Regions from separate parts of the Triticum aestivum genome. Here region 2 is linked to region 1. A link is a contact called in public Hi-C data. All regions are on one chromosome and are shown on one strand. The core of a region is the stretch at or near the end of the contact, and the rest is flanking DNA. Distances in the headings are between cores, read along the strand shown. Region 1 holds the start of LOC123085744 (phospholipid-transporting ATPase 1). Region 2 has its middle 150 kb from the start of LOC123081908.

Region 1 (5,312 bases), core at 159-2,658:
GGTAGGGTAGAAGGGCCTGGTGCTCACCAAGAACGCCGACTGAGGAGCGGCAAAGGGGGTGGAGAAGAGGCGGCAACGATGATGTCGGGGACGCACAGAGCGTGATCGACGTCTTTGCCCGTGCTGCAGTCCAAGGAGGAGCAGAGTGCATGAGCTGCAGCGTCCACTCCTCCTAACAACGCTGATGCACGGACTTGATGGAGGAGCAGCGGCCCGAGCGAGACCGGGCCTCTCTTGGCAATGGAGGAGAAGGAGGAGCGACGGGGAAGGGGCGGCGAGACGGGAACAGATGCTAGCGGGTGGCGGCGGTGGCACCGGCGTGAGTGAGAGGGATAGAGAAGAATGAGAGGAGAGAGACCAAACCCTAGCATCTCCCCTGATTGGGGATGGAGCAGCGCATCGGTGTAGGGCGCGTCACAATGGATCACGCGAAATACCACTCGTACCCTCGGCGGGGCATGGAAATTACATGTGGTGGCACATGGTATTTTTGCTGGAGAGTGCACTGTTCATTGATATAGTGCTTAGTTTTTTATCCGGCGGAAGATCGATCAGGAGGGGGATCCTACAGGTCAAAACGCATCAAGCAAACCGATCCGACGGTTAAAATGCTTTAAGACTACCTAACATAGGTGATAACATCACACTTATTTAGAAAAAATAGATGATATGGCATGTAATTAATGAAGAAAGAGATGCATGTGGTAACATAATAGTTACTGTAACATCACACATATCAAGAAAAGATGAGTCTAGAAAAGAGAGGCATATGGTAACATAGTAGTTACTGTAATATCACACATATTAAAAAAAGATGAGTCTAGAACCTAATAAATGAAGTTATGCATAACACAACACATATGTTGTTGTCCACTGTGGAAATAGTAACATACGCATGTTACTACTCTAAGTTACTCCCCACCGTGACTAGTCTAAGCTCTGAGAGAGCCCAAGTTCTCCTGCGAGTCTTATTTTTGGATGCTACCATCATATAGCGCTCCCCGATAAAAATTAAGTCAACAAGCTAATAAATACTTCTAAGAAAAAGAAAAAGAAAAAGTTACTTTAAAAAAAGCCTAAGGTAGCAAAATCCGGGGCCCACAAACCCCCTGGACTCGGTCCATGCGCATCAGCGCCTGACGCCTTCCGGTCCAATTTGAGCACCCGCCGTCCCTGACTAATTTCCATCTGCAGTCCCTGACCATTTTCCATCTGGAAGAGAGTTGGCCGTCGCACTCGCACTCGCAGCAAAGCTTCTCCTCTCCTTCCCCGCGAATTGATAACACAGCTGGAGTCTGCAGACCCTTCGAACTCCCCGCCTGTCTCGCGCAAACGACCAAGCGATCCCTCCAAAACCTTTGGCCGATCTCGTTAACTCCAGTGCAGACAAATCAAGTAATCATCCCTTCTTGTTCCTCGCTTGGCTAAATCCAATCTGAACATAGTACTAGTTGCGCCTAGCGGCTGGGTGCTTTAGTTAGTACTACGTACTCTTCCACGTGCTACGTACACCAGCATGCGGCCGCAAGGGCAATTGCCGCCACCACATCCGTTGCAATTGCAACGGCCGCAGCAAGCGACCGGAGCAGATATGGACCCGCCCGCCAGGATGCCGGACCCGGTGCCGTCGCCGATACTGAAGCACTCGCCGTCCGTATCGCGCTCGCTGCGGTCCGCGCCAGACACCTCGTCCGTCACCTTCGCGGCCGACTTCCGGTCGCCCTCCAAGCCGGAATCCACCTCGCCGTCCTTCGACAGCTTCCGGACCGCCCGGTCCAGGCCGTCCAGCGTCTCGCGGTCGTCCACCAGGCGATCCGCGTCCGAGCGCGCCGGCTCGCAGCGGGACCTCCGCGACGAGGACGCCCGGTTCGTCTACATCAACGACGCGCCGCGCACCAACGCGCCGCCGGCCATGTTCCCGGACAACTCCATCCACACCTCCAAGTACTCCGTCCTCACCTTCATCCCGCGCAACCTCTACGAGCAGTTCCACAGGGTGGCCTACATCTACTTCCTCGTCCTGGCGGTGCTCAACTTCGTGCCGCAACTCCTCGTGCTCTCCAAGGAAGCGGGCGTTCTGCCGCTGGCCTTCGTGCTCGGCGTCACGGCAGTCAAGGACGCGTACGAGGACTGGAGGCGCCACCGGTCAGACAAGAACGAGAACAACCGCACGGCGTCTGTGCTCGCGGACGGCGTGTTCCGGCCGAAGCGCTGGAAGGACATTCAGGTCGGCGACGTGGTGCGTCTCGTGGCTAACGAGACGCTGCCGTGCGACATGGTGCTTGTGTCCACGAGCGACCCCACCGGCGTGGCCTACATCCAGACCATCAACCTCGACGGCGAGTCCAACCTCAAGACGCGCTACGCCAAGCAGGAAACCATGTCCACGCCGCCGGAGGCGCTCGCCGGTGTCATCAAGTGCGAGAAACCCAACCGCAACATCTACGGCTTCCTCGCCACCGTGGACCTCAACGGCCGCCGCGCCATCTCCCTCGGCGCCTCCAACGTCATGCTCCGTGGCTGCGAGCTCAAGAATACGGTCTGGGCCATCGGAGTGGCGGTGTACACCGGCCGGGACACCAAGGTGGTGCTCAACAGCTCGGGTGCGCCATCCAAGCGCAGCCGCCTCGAGACGCACATGAACCGCGAAATCATCGCGCTGGCCGTGGCTCTGGTCGTTCTCTGCTCGGTGGTGTCTCTCCTCACCGGCATCTGGATGGGTGACCATGTGGACCGGCTCGGCATCATCCCCTTTTTCCACAAATACGACTACTCTGGGGCTGCTGAGCACGGCCACGGGAGGTACAACTGGTACGGCACGGGCGTGCAGGTGGTGTTCACGTTCATGTCGGCGGTGATACAGTTCCAGGTGATGATCCCCATCGCGCTCATCATCTCCATGGAGCTCATCAGGGTGGGGCAGGCATACTTCATGGTGCAGGACGAGCACATGTTCGACGAAAAGAGCCAGGCCAGGTTCCAATGCCGGGCGCTCAACATCAACGAGGACCTCGGGCAGATCAAGTACGTCTTCTCCGACAAGACCGGCACGCTCACGCAGAATCGGATGGAGTTCCGCTGCGCCAGCGTGCAAGGCCGCGACTTCAGCGAGACCGACGGCGGCGAGGAGGACGGACATGCCGTGCAAGGTAAGCAAATGTTTGTTTTGGTTGAAATTTTCACCAGCGGTAAGCTTGGTTGGCTAATCACCGATTTTGAGCGGCGGCGTTGGCATTATCTGACCGTAAGAAAACTAATACTACTAGAAGACATGTCACTCGCCAGTGTGTTGCGTGCTAGGACGATCGCCATGGTTATTTCGGGTACACGTATGCAGAATTTGAAGTTTCTGCATCCACACGCCGAACCAGAAACGAGCACGCGAGTTCTGCAAACACGCAAGATACAAGCACTGACACATTTCGATAGTTAGATGACCGGTGAAAAGAAAGAACATCTTTTCATGGTTACATGACAAGTACGTGCAATGGTACTGTTCATTACTGATTAGTAATGCCACTGATCGAGTCAAACTTCTGAATGAACTTTCCTCCCCCTTTTTAAGCCCAAAAGGCAAAAGCGAGATGTTCCACTATGCAAAACATTTAATCTACCGGGACCTGAAAATCCTGTAGTAGCTTGTGTTGCAAAACATTTGACTCTTCGGCTGGTCGTAATGAGAGTAGCAATAAGCGGTATCATGCATGCCAACTAGACTTTTTGTACTTTCTCCGGGGTTTTTTATTCGCATATAAGATTTGATTGAAGTCAAGTCTCGTAAAGTTTGACCAGCTTTGTAGAAAAAAGTGTCAACATTCACAATCTAAAATGAATACCACTAGATGTGTCATGACTTAAAGTTTCATATTATATAACTTTAGCATGGCAGATGTTGATATTTTTTCATATAAATGCAATCAAACTTTGTGAAGTTTGACTTCAGAGAATTCTAATATGCAGAGTAAAAAGGACCGGAGGGAGTATGATACGACACACAATTAAATGAGAAAAAGAGCGGGTGTGATTCATATCATGATACCATATCATATTAAATGTTGTACTACTACTTTGTGTCATGCATGACAATTAATAAGGCAATCTAAGATACCAACTTATAATACTCCCTCGGTTCCTAAATGTAGGTCTTTCTAGAGATTTTAACAAGTGACTGCAAGCGGAACAAAATGAGTGAATCTACACTATAAAATATATCTATATACATCCGTATGTGGTAGTCCATTTGAATCTCTAAAAAAAACTTATATCCATGAACGGAGGAAGTGCTATGCATTGTGAAGGTAGTATCATATACTAGTATCATATGCTTCATTACAACCAGCCTTCTAGCGAATGATACAACCTCGGGTCACTGATCAGGGTTGACCGTCATCTGGCCCAATAAGCATAGAATTACCGGACGTCAACAACCAACATTCTTTCGGATTTCAATTTGAGACTGACTGGGTGTATCGATAACGATGAATCCTCACCATCCATTTTCCTGGGATGGGAGCCCGACACGACACACTAATGTTACAGCACACCTTCGTTTGACACCCCAGTTATTTTTCTAGTAAGTAAAATTCAACATCCAATCACGAGGAGAAACGAATCTGATCTGGTCCATGTTTGGCGGGACATTCTGTTTGGGTGCAGCTGACGGCGTGGTTCTGAGACCCAAGACGGCGGTGAATACGGACCCGAAGCTGACGGCGCTGCTCAAGGACGGGACGGGCGCCAAGGCCAGCCGCGCCCGCGACCTGTTCCTTGCGCTGGCGACCTGCAACACCATCGTGCCCATCGTCGAGGACACGGCGAACCCGGCGGCGAAGCTGGTGGAGTACCAGGGCGAGTCCCCCGACGAGCAGGCGCTGGTGTACGCCGCCGCGGCGTACGGGCACAAGCTCGTCGAGCGCACCTCCGGCCACATCGTCGTCGACGTGTTCGGCGCCAGGCAAAGGTACGAGCTCAACACCCCGCCCGTCTACTGCAAAAAAATATTTGCTTCTCATAGCATTGCCGGCGTTTGACGTTGGTGAAATTGATTTGTTTTCTGTTAGGATTTGACTGCATTGTTTGTGGGTGAAATTTCTGTTTGTTTGTTTGTTTGTTGCCATAACGATAAATATGCGAGGTTGTGATGCGATCGACATTGACATTTCCATAGGCAGACGTCATATAGGAGTAGGAGGAGAGACGTTAGTGAGACAAGGGGAAAACTAATGTGTCCAGTTGGTGTCACAAAATCCTGGGTCCGGCGGCTAATGTGATACTCCTACGTCGCTCCGACCATCTGGGCGCACAAAGCGAAA
Region 2 (5,613 bases), core at 22-2,521, 910 kb before region 1:
AATTCTATCGATGTTGGTAATCTTGTTTCCATTCCTTGTCTTCGTCATAGATCTCAAAGTATTGTGGTTCTATACCCGCAAGATTATCATCTCCTACATATAGTCGCTCGTCTAGTCTATCTGTTTTGTCATATTTACTTTGTAGAGTAATTTTCTTTCAGAGATTTGTTCTCTCTTAGTTTTATTTCCGTTGTCTTGTACCGAGAGATTTCAAGTTTTGAAAGAAATTTTAAATCTCTCATTCACCCCCCCTCCGCCGTCTGGTCAATATACTCTCGATCCTATACTTTTGCTGAAGGAAGATCTTCTATTATCAGTTCAAGACTCAAAGATGCTAAGTCTACGGTTATGAATGACTGGATTGACATTCTTATTTGATCCATTAGATAATTCCTAGAAGTGAAATTAGTTGAGTGCCTCTTGTTCCCTTTTGTTTCATTAGTTTACTTTTCCTAATTTTTTTCTCCTTTTCTTTGTACTTGGATTGACTTTATTGTTTTATTATAATAATGAGTAAAATATAGCAGAACGGTTGTTCTACGGCCAGTCTTCAAAAGAAAACCTTGGAAAAATAGTTTGAATGCAAATAGATGTGATGTGATTGTATTCACGGCCGACAATTAGTTCGAACCGCATCCGGGTCTTAAAGTAGATAACTCATGTTCGTGTTCATGGTATCATCAGCTATGAATAGAGAGCTGCAAGTGCGTGTACAATCGCGCTATCACTCAACCACACAAAGCCATCCTTTATCCGAATTCGGTTACTATGAATAGGAGGCCGCTAAAAGCTCACCGCATAATATCATCCATATCCAATATCCAAATCAGTTTACTATCAATAGTAGTGGTCTAGCTGCTCGTTCAGCTCGCCCAAAAATTTAGCACCTGCGTACAACTAAGCATGCTTAGCAATTGTGCAGATAAGCACAACAGTGGTTTTCTTTTGCCAACTCGTTTAAAAAAATCTATTTATGAGATCAAGTCGATTTCCAAACCAGCACCACGAATTAACCTTCGCGAGAGTTTCAAAATTATTGTCGTGGATTTAGTTCAAGGAATGTAAGGAGTAGAAAATAATCAAAAAGTAACATGTGAGTAGAATCTACTCTTTTGGTATCTCTGTGTGTGGCACTTAGTTCGTCGACGTGGAAGGAAAGAGGTGTACCACCAGACGAAAACCGACCGATCACGGTTCAACGGTGACCCATCCGGTTGCCACTACTCGCTGAACGTGGGGGCCTCAACCTCATCCATGACCAGAAGAAACTGCCACGAGTCCCCGAGTGTTTACACCCAGCTCTCTCTCCCACACGTGGCGTCTCCCTTCCCTACCCCTACGGGCGCGTGAGTTGTGAGCCCCAATTTATCATCCTTATCCGGTACATATCCATCCTGTGCAGCTGCGAAAAAAAAAGAAGACGAGAAGCTTCTTGACTACGTGGCGACCATCGGGCGCCCCATCGATGCGTCGGACGACTGGTAGTAGTCGGCGGGGGACATTTTACCAGCAAAAAGGGAAGAAAACGCGGCAGTTTTTTTACTTCGCGTTGCTTGCTTTCATCCGTGGGCCTCCTTTTTAAAAGGCGCTACTTTTCTTCGCCGCTTCCAATCCCCCCTCTCTCCTCTCCTCTCCTCTCTTTGCGTTTCTTCCCTCTCGGCTTCTCCTCCTGTGTTTCCCTCTCTCTTGACGGCGAGCGGCTATGGCGACGGTGCAGGCGGTGGCCAAAGGGACCCTGGTCTCGCCGTGCGGCAACCGGGCCGCAGGATTTGGTGCCCGGCGGCGCGGTGCCGTGGCGGCCCGCATGTCGCCCTGCGCGCCGGCGGCCGTGCGGATCGGCAGGAAGAGCCCGTTTCTTGGCGCTAGGCTCACGGTCGGTCCCAGGAGATCCAAGCTCGTTTCCCGGAATCTAGTCGCCTCACCGGTGCAGGTAAATTTAATTTTCCGCTCTAGTTTATTCATTTTTCTGTTGGCTGCGATTCTCTTTTGATCGTCGGTGCCCTATTTTTTATTTTATATTGCTATATATATTTTCCCTGACTTAACCTGTTGTCCGCGATAAATTCGCTGATATAGTCATTCTATCCGAATCTCATCCGCATGCAGAGTTGAACACCTATATTTGACTTTCTGCTATTTTGCAACTAATCTCCGACTATTGTGGTGTGCGGGGCCAATATGCTGAGCCAGTATGTTCTGTCGCAGATGAATCTTGCGTTTGCGAAATCCACCAAGTGGTGGGAAAAGGGTCTGCAGCCCAACATGAGGGAGATTGAGTCCGCTCAGGACCTCGTCGACTCGCTGGCCAACGCCGGCGACAGGCTCGTCGTCGTTGACTTCTTCTCCCCTGGCTGCGGCGGCTGCCGTGCCCTCCACCCCAAGGTGAAAATCATGGCTGCGGAAATGTTGATAATACTACAGTTCTGAAGCTCCACCGTCGTGTGATGTAAAAATTTGCGGTGTTCTTAAATTATTTTATTTCCCTATGCAGATTTGCCAGTTTGCGGAACAGAACCCAGATGTGCTGTTCTTGCAAGTGAACTACGAGGAACACAAATCGATGTGCTACAGCCTCCATGTCCATGTTCTGCCCTTCTTCAGGTTCTACCGGGGAGCCCAGGGCCGCCTCTGCAGCTTCAGCTGTACTAACGCAACCGTAAGATACTAATCTGGTCATGTGCCCTTTCATGCTCCTGTGAATTATAGACCGCGAGAGGAGTCAGAAACAAACAAACCATGTTTTAAGTTCCAAGAGATCCTCCCAAACTTACCTATCAAGGCTTTGAAAGCCTTCCATATAGCGTTACTTGGAGCTTACTGGTAGTGTAGGGATCGAAGGTCTTTCACTGAATTTGAAGGAACATATTATGGTCTCATCTTATTCTAGACGTGTAGTCAAGCGTATGATTTACCATTTGATGAGATGCTTACTATGGTGGCAATTGTCTTTTCAGATAAAGAAGTTCAGGGATGCGCTTGCCAAGCACAATCCGGATAGGTGTAGCATTGGCCCAACCAGGGGCCTCGAGGAGTCTGAGCTGCTGGCCTTGGCTGCGAACAAGGACCTGCAGTTCACCTACACGAAGCTGCCAGAATCAGTTCCGAGTGGAGACTCCGAGGTCATTGCTCCTGGGAGCCCAAGGCTTCCTCCACCGGCAAAACCATTGGTGCGGCAGGGCTCCGGAGAGAGGACCTTGGTCTCATCAGGAAGATGAGATCGCGTCCATTGGTTCTGTACAGTTTCCCGATTGTTGTTGGTGTGTACAGGTTGTACTTTCTCATGGTTGTGTAGAGTGCAGGCTTGATAGATTTTTACTACTTGTCAAGCCTGCCTTCCCGCCTCTCCGCTAGAAGCGTAGAAGTAGAAGCAGTACTTTAGTAGTACCAGCAAGTATTGTGGGTAATCCTCTGCCAGTAAATTGTATGGTAGCTGTATGGGTTAAATCTGAGTGCCAATTGGAATTATCGTGCCTGCCTTGTTCCCCTTTAGTAGTTTTGCTTGTTCGAGAATCTGAAATTCACCGCCTGCTAATATGTACTCCCTCACTTCAAAATATGTGTCGTGGTTGTAGTTCAAACAGGTACAATCCTTTGGTGCGTTCTTGCATTCCCTTCTGCGTGGTCAGAACTCAGGAAGCAGGTACATATAGCTTTCTGTGGTTTGAAGCAGGACTTCTCTTTTCTAGATATTGGAGCTGGGCTTTGTAATCGGACAAAATGGGAAGGGGGCGAAAGAAAGCATTTGAAACTTAACAAGCAAGGGACAAGACCTTGTGGTTGCTCTCGCTTGAAGTGAAAAAAAGGGTGGTCCTGCCGAGCTAGATCGAATTGTTGAACCATCAATTTTGTATCGCGGGGATCTTATGGATGATATACATTACTGGGAAAATGGTGGGTATTACCAATTGGATGAACATCGTATGCCCTGTCATATGATTGTTTTGCTAGGATAATAACAGGAACAAGAAATGAGGAAGCATGGGTTCAGAGTATACAATTAGGCAAGAACATACCATATCATCAAGCGTATGCACATTAATTTTCGTTATTTTCTTCTCCTTTCCGGATGCACAATTGCATATCCTTGTCCACACGGCTGGCCTCCGGCTTTTCTTATCAAACGGACAAGGACCATAGATCTGGCTGGAAGACTTGTGGATTTCCCATCCCTCGAGTGTGCATCACTCTTGTCGGCTATAACAGGTGTGCCTCCCTTGGCTTCTCGAAAGATTCAGCTCCCTGATAACTGCGATTCTGGAGCCTTCCTCCCGGCTCGTCGAAAACAACGGCATGTCGACGCCAGCTACGTGGCAACGCGCTGGGTTCCAGTTGAAACGTTCATATTCTGGTCGACTGCACCTGTTGGTCTGGTTATCTGCTGTAGCAATCTCCACGTCGCAATACATCGGAACCTGGATTTTGTAGGTTTTGTAACAGCAACTCTAGCACACCCCGCAAAAACTTGACTTGCAAAACGCGTTTGCGGTTTCACGAAGATCGCGTATACGGGTCGAAAACTAGCGCGACCGAACATAAATCATATCTAATACTGCATAATTTGAAAAAAAATACTTTCACGGAAAAAATAGCACCTTGTTGATTTTACATGAACAACACACTACAAATATAGTTCATACTACATACTACGCTAATACTAGTACTAGAGGGGGTCGGATCTGAAAGCAGCGAGGTCGCGGCAATGGACGACGCCGTAGAGGAGAAGGACTGTAACACCCACGATGCGGCTATATCTCCTGTGTCGAAGCACGACTTAGAGGCATAACCGCATTGTAGGCATGTCGCAAGAGGGGTAATCTTTACACATCCTGTCGTGGAATTGTCACGGCAGATGTCCTTAGTGTCAGGACTTAGTCGCGAGGCCAACGCATCTATGTGGTAGCTTGAAGGGGTTGGTCGGAATCGAGAGAAGCAAGGCGGATCATCATACAAGACGAGGGTTTAGACAGCTTCGGGCCCCGGGAAACATCATCCGGTAATAATCCTACATGCTGTTTGTGGCTAGGTCTCATTATGCTCATGAGGGAGTCACCGCGTAAGCCGGCTCCTCCTTTGTGTCTAACCCTAGATATTGTTTCTTGTTGCCTGTTTTTCTCTGGGGAGCCCTGCCCCTCCTTATATAAGTTAGAGGGGCGGGTTACATGTGGAGTCCAAATAGGATTAGGACTAGCCTATCTTCTACTACAAGCCGGATACAAGTCCGGTTCTTGATTCCTTGTAAGGAAGATATTCCTCACACCTTTCCTCTTAAGCCGTCCTACCATAACGTAAGCCGGCCTTCTGGCCTTGAGCCTCCTGGGCCCCCGGGTCTTGTCGCTCCTCTGATCCGCTTGCCAGGTCAACCATAAGTCGCCAGGATCGGGCGGGTCACTTAGTGTGTCGTCCAGCCAGGGCGGGTCATTAGTGAGTCGCCAAGTCCGGCTGGGTTATACATCCAGTCGGGTCATACTGCGGGGTATATCCCCGACATTAGCCCCCAAGTTTAATTTGGATTTATCCATGTTAAACTGATCTGCAACATAAACACAAGAACAAACTGACAGGTTGTACTCCGGGTTAAATATTCTTGTAAGCCGGCACCTGATCATTTTTAAA

What was found. A called contact is a pair of places that touch in the nucleus more often than the background predicts.
Region 2: a Hi-C map of leaf shows a contact between it and region 1, with 6 times the contacts expected there. The contact joins the enhancer-like site here to the promoter of LOC123085744 in region 1. A contact is called at or near these places in 2 of 5 Hi-C or Micro-C datasets (both in leaf) and 1 of 1 datasets of contacts at active chromatin or transcription factors (leaf).

What each region holds. Positions count from the first base shown.
Region 1 is chr4A:170,893,810-170,899,121 of IWGSC CS RefSeq v2.1, reverse strand. It overlaps LOC123085744 (phospholipid-transporting ATPase 1), which reads left to right and starts at 1,408. Exons shown (of 7, transcript XM_044507440.1): 1 at 1,408-3,149; 2 at 4,657-4,960. The coding sequence starts at 1,517.
Region 2 is chr4A:171,802,964-171,808,576 of IWGSC CS RefSeq v2.1, reverse strand. It overlaps the pseudogene LOC123085745. Among protein-coding and RNA genes, the nearest start is that of LOC123081908, 150 kb to the left of the region's middle. Within about 2 kb of position 1,271, at least 6 of the 8 cell types and tissues checked have an H3K27ac peak or open chromatin away from gene starts, as enhancers often do. A contact at or near this core is called in leaf, where this site is marked.